2 separate regions of the Mus musculus genome follow, and region 2 is linked to region 1. The links are chromatin contacts, called in public Hi-C maps. All regions are on one chromosome and are shown on one strand. The core of a region is the stretch at or near the end of the contact, and the rest is flanking DNA. Distances in the headings are between cores, read along the strand shown.

Region 1 (2,700 bases), core at 115-2,614:
TTTTGGAAACCATCCTGGTGAGTAAGTGACCAGTGTCTGTGTCATTTCCTCTCCACTTTATTTGGTATTAGACGTGGGGCTTTTTATATTTTTGCTGTTATTCAAATTCTCTTAAAGGTTGCAGATTTTATTTGTGTGTTGACCATGAAGTCCAGACAGAACTCAGTCTCTGCAGTGGAAGTCAAGGAGCAGAGTAACTGTGAGCCGAAAGCACAGCTAGCTAGTCTCGGGAAGGGATTTTTACAGGGTTCTCCGAGAACAGAGGCAGATAATAGAGTTATATCTGTTTAAAGAGGTAAATGCATCACGTGTGCACAATATAAAGCAGAGGGTTCCTAATGGCTGAGAAAGGAGAAAGGAAAGCTATTTGGTAGTAGCCTGGTGAACTTTGGCTGAACTTCGGGGTTTGGCAGGCCCTGGTGTGGACAGTCTAGGATGAGACATTAGGGCTTGCATCTGAGAAGCTGACATCAAGCAGACAGGAAGACATGATATCTTATTTTCCTGAGCCATGCTGACACAAATGGAACTCCCTTATTATTTTCTTATGCCAGTAAAGTTGTGCTTGGAATTTAAGCATTTTGCCTGCAGATGTGGAAGGGGCTGGGGTTGGGTTTAATTTAAATAATTGGCAGATTGTTTAGTAGCACTCCAAAGATGGGGTGCGCTCTTCAGCTGAGTTCAATTTGATGAGCCGGGGGCTTCTGATCTCTCAAGGTAAAACTGCAGTACTTGAGAAACAGAGTGTTCCAAGGGCCCGCTGCAGAGGCTACAGCTGGCTTTGTTCATGGAAGAAAAGGCAGAGGACCCAAGGCCCTCTCTGATTTGCTTGACTTTTTACCTATTCTTGTCCCCCATTCTGCGTATGTGCGTGTGTGTGCATGTGCGTGTGTGTTTGAATGTACCTATGATTATGCAAGTGTGTAGGCAGAGACCACAGGCTAACGTTGAGTGTCGTTTCTCAGTCTACCTTATTTAAAGAATTACTATCCTTACAATTCTGTGTGTCTTTCTGTTGCCTCTTCGCCTTGTTTTTTGAGGTAGGGTCTCTCACTGGGTCTTGGGATCTGGGTGTTTGTCAACTCAGCAAGGCTTACAAATCTTACACATCTCTGCCTCTCCAGCACTGGGTTGCCAATGCATGCTGTGATGCACCAGCTGTTTCCTTGGGTACTGAAAAACCAACTCAGAAGTGCATACTTACACAGCAAGCACTTTACAGCCTACTCAGCCATCTCCCCAGCCCCTGCTTCTTCACTTTAAGGAAAATGAATTACCACAGGAAAGTTTGGGTAGTGCCAGGGAGTGATGGACAAAGCCAGGAAAGCATGAGACATTCACCATCAGACAGAACAAGGGCCCGCTTGTTCTAAACTACACATTCTCTCTCTGCCTGTAGCATCATTTGCCTTCCAAGTTTTTTCAAGCCTTAGCAATTATGTGTTTGTGCTGTTTACAAAGCCTCCTTCCCCATCTATGTTTACTTGCCTGGTTTTTCTATAGATGGTATGTGAGTTCCCTGGAGCCCAGGCATAGATGTATGATTGTATGTCCATTAAACCCCAGCCAAGCGTTTTCATCTTCCAAAGGAGGATTTGTTTGACCCGTAAGGCCCCACATACTAAACAATACAGGGGAATGTTTCTGGGAAGAAAGTAAGATGTCAGTGTACATTACAACCCCCATGGGGAATCGCAGAACATTCATAAAGGACGAAAGAATCATACTTTATAATGAAATGTACCTCATATAATTTATGACCCAATACTCGGAGATGAGCTTTTCCCTGGGACTTTAAGTCCGTATGTGAGGCAGAAGATTGTGTATGATCCTAGAAACTTCTTAATAATGATCTGGAGGAAGCAGGAATGTTTTTCAATCTGGACAATGACCAAAAGAGGTTTGTATTGACCTCTGAGAGCTCCCAGAGAGGATGGGTAGTCCCCCTCCCTCCACTGTGGTCAGCCTGCTGGGTGTGGTGATAACGTTAGCCTCGGACTCAGAGAACTATTCCTTTCTCCACTAAAAGAGGAGAGGATGGAGTCTGTTCAAGAGGTCAATGAGAGATGAGGAGAGACTTCCTCTGGTAAGATGCTGGCCACAGGGACACAAGGGGCTGAGCACAATCCCCAGAACCCACTGTCTTAGTTACCTTTCCCAATGCAGGGAAATCAACATGAACACACGAAAGACTGTGCACAAAACACCTTTACAGAAGCAACACAAAGGAGAAAGGGTTTGTTTTCCCTCACAGTTCAAGGACACAGTCCAAGGCAGAGAAGTCAAGAGGAAGGGTAGCAGAGCTTCAGACAGCTGATCATGTTATAACCACAGTGTGGACCTTTCAGCACATCTATTAACCTAATTAACATAGTCCCTCACAGGCATGCTGAGAGGTTAAGTAATACCTCAGGTATGCCCAGAGACTTGTATCCTAATCTTGTCAAGTTGATAACATTAAGTATCACATGCATGTTTAAAAAAAAAAGAAAAAGCCAGTCAGGATGGCATCTACTTGTGGAAAGGTGAACTCCAGCAGATCTCTTGGGATTCAATGGCCGAGCCAGCCAGCCTATCTCAGAAAAGGAGGTAGACTTTGCCTTAATCTGAGGTTACGCTCTGGTCCTCTACACATGTGCACATCTACCTACCTACTCAGAGGAACACACACACACACCAATGAAATTATCAGTGCATGTT
Region 2 (2,732 bases), core at 232-2,731, 290 kb before region 1:
GGATGTGATAATGCAGAACTATAATTCTAGCACGCATGAGATGAAGGTAAGAATGTCAGAAATTCAAAGTTACCCACAATTACATAGCCTGGACTATATGAGACCCAGATAAATATAATTTATTGGGAAAAACAATAGCCACAGGGCATTTTTGGAATAGAGATTATGCACATCTGTGCACTGCTCTCGCATACATGGATATATCTATATATCAATTATATCTATCTATCTATCTATCTATCTATCTATCTATCTATCTATCTATCTATTCCTATCTATGCACATCTATCTATCTACATATATCTATCTGTCCGTCCTTCTGTCTGTCAGAAGCTGAAAGAACTTATTGCCATTAGGACTTGAGTGAGGAGACCCATTTCAACCAAGGAGGTCTTCAAGGATGCTTAATCTGATCCTGTGTATAAAGGACCTGATTACCCTAAAGAACAGGACCAGGACTTAGTACCAAGTACTGTAGCACTACTCTGCACAGCTCCCCTAACCAGACCTTAGGTCTTGATTGTTTTTTGTTTTTGTTTTGTTTTGTTTCATTGTTAACTTGACCCAAGCTAGAGTCATCTGGGAAGAGGAAGCCCATTTGAGAAAGCCCCTCTGACAGCAAGTCTGATGGCACTTCCTTGATTAATGATTGACAGGTGAAGGTCTAGCCTACCATGGACAGTGCCATCCCTGGGCAGGCGGTCCTTGATTCTAGGAGAAAGCAGCCTGAGCAAGTCATGGGGAATTAGCCAGTAAGCAGCACCACAGGGAGGCTTGGAAACTTTTGGAACTTTAATACTAATAGATGGATCTATATAACAAGATTATTCGTTGTCGTAGAATATTGTGTCCTTTACAAAATGCAAAAGGCAGAAGAGACTCAATTTGCCTCTCTCTATCTTTGTCTCTATTTTTCTCTGTGTCTGTCTGTCTCTGTCTTTCTGTCTCTCCCTGTCTTTCTCTCCATGTGTCTCTGTCTCTGTCCCCCCATGCACGATCCAGTGTGAGCATGTGTACCCACACCTTCCAGCATGTGAATGTGGGTATGTGTATGCCAAGGTATGAGTGCAGTGGTTGAAGAACAGCCTCAGATGTCAGCTGTCACCTTCTTCCTCGTTTGAGACAGAGCCTCTGTATTTTTCTGCTTTGCACTTCACATTAGCTGGCCAGCAAATTTCCAACGATTTTCCTGTCTCCACCTCCAGTCTTGCCACAGGAGTTCTGAAGATTTAAACTGAGCTCCTCGTATTTGTTTGGCAAGTGCTTTTGCCCACTAAGCCATCTCTGCAGCCTTCAGTCTTTATTCAGTGAACTATCCCTGTTCATAAATGCTTTTAATGAGGCTCTGGTGTTCTTTGGAACAATCCCCCAGTCTCAAAGGAGAGATGCCCAGGATATCTGGCCAGAATCTCTCACAAGGAACTTCAAAGAGCCTGGCTGGAGATGGAAATGGTGAAGACAGAAGATGAGAACACTCTGTAGAGTCCCATGCAAACCCAGATTGGGCTTTGTCAAGGAGTAGGCGTGGGAACACTCGGGAACACATAGAAAGAAACACTGGGAATCATTTGCTATTTTTAGAGACATAGAAAGACAGAGAGAAAAAAGGAAGCAGGATCTTTTACAGTCAGGAAATGCAAACTTTGTAGTTCATCCTGGTTTTAACAAGAGTTCTTACAATGATTTATTCAATTAACCTCCTGCCCATGGCCCCTCCCACCTTTAAATAAGCAAGACTCTGAGAACAACAATTAGAACTTCGCTAACTGGAAGCTGAGGAAGTAGCAAGTGTTTTTTCTTTCTCTTTTCTTTTTTTTTTAACTCACTATTTGAGTCTGGTAATTTTTAAACATATAATTACCTCTTTTATTATACTTTGATTAGATTAAAATTAATGCATTATTAAGTCATGTTCCGTTCAACCATCTAGACTGCTGTATAGACACAGATAGCAATTCCTTTTTCCCCCTTCCCCAGGTCTAAGTTAATTAAATTCCCTTTAATTATAATTTACTAAAAAGCTTCACTTTTGCCACTATTATGTCTTTTGAACTTTGAAATTCAAAAAAAAAAAAGAAAGAAAAAAAAAGGAAGAGGGAACCTTAAAATGATCTTTTACAGGAGAAATGAACTGTCAGCGAATTCAGGCAAAATTAATTATTTCAGCTTGATAAACCTTTTCATCTATTTGACTCCTTATACAGAAAAGCCAATTAATAATGTCAAACATGCTTTGCCTCCAGGGACCCGCAAGTTCTAATGAGTCTGTTTACTGCGGAATGGCTACCAGAATGAGCTTCATGGAGAAATTTTCTAATCGTGCCACACCTGTCAAGCTTGGTCTCATTATCTGTGCACCAAGGGCAAAGCTCACTTTGTCAGTAGTGGTTTTCGAAGGACTAACAGATGCCTAGGGAGCTTGCACTACTGTCGCAGGAAGAAGAGTCACTTAATTACCAATCAGAGAGGCCAGGGTGAATGCTTAATGCTCTTTAGCTCCCACCTCCTTCAGCCCCACTCTCTGAACACATCTTATCACTGACCTAGAGCCTCGGTCCTTCTTGGTGCCCAGTGCTTCTCGACCCTGACCCCTTTCTCCTGTGTGCTTTGAGGTGATGATGGATGAGGTGTCTCTGGAAGCAGTGATTAATCATATGCATTGTACCACAAGTGAGGGCCATGTGGGGCTTGCTCCACCTGCATGGAAGCTGATAACTATTTCTTTGGTAGGG

What was found. A called contact is a pair of places that touch in the nucleus more often than the background predicts.
Region 2: a Hi-C map of neural progenitor cells shows a contact between it and region 1, with 2.0 times the contacts expected there. The contact joins two enhancer-like sites. A contact is called at or near these places in 3 of 484 Hi-C or Micro-C datasets (the HL-1 cell line, myocytes and neural progenitor cells), 5 of 115 datasets of contacts at active chromatin or transcription factors (astrocytes, embryonic stem cells, pancreatic cancer cells and 1 more) and 1 of 9 other capture datasets (embryonic stem cells).

What each region holds. Positions count from the first base shown.
Region 1 is chr1:120,752,240-120,754,939 of GRCm38.p6, reverse strand. The region is part of intron 2 of 2610027F03Rik (a long non-coding RNA gene); the gene reads right to left. Among named protein-coding and RNA genes, the nearest start is that of Gm29345, 52 kb to the left of the region's middle. Within about 2 kb of position 1,364, at least 8 of the 459 cell types and tissues checked have an H3K27ac peak or open chromatin away from gene starts, as enhancers often do. A contact at or near this core is called in neural progenitor cells, where this site is marked.
Region 2 is chr1:121,046,375-121,049,106 of GRCm38.p6, reverse strand. No RefSeq gene overlaps it. Among named protein-coding and RNA genes, the nearest start is that of Celrr, 40 kb to the left of the region's middle. Within about 2 kb of position 1,481, at least 9 of the 459 cell types and tissues checked have an H3K27ac peak or open chromatin away from gene starts, as enhancers often do. A contact at or near this core is called in neural progenitor cells, where this site is marked.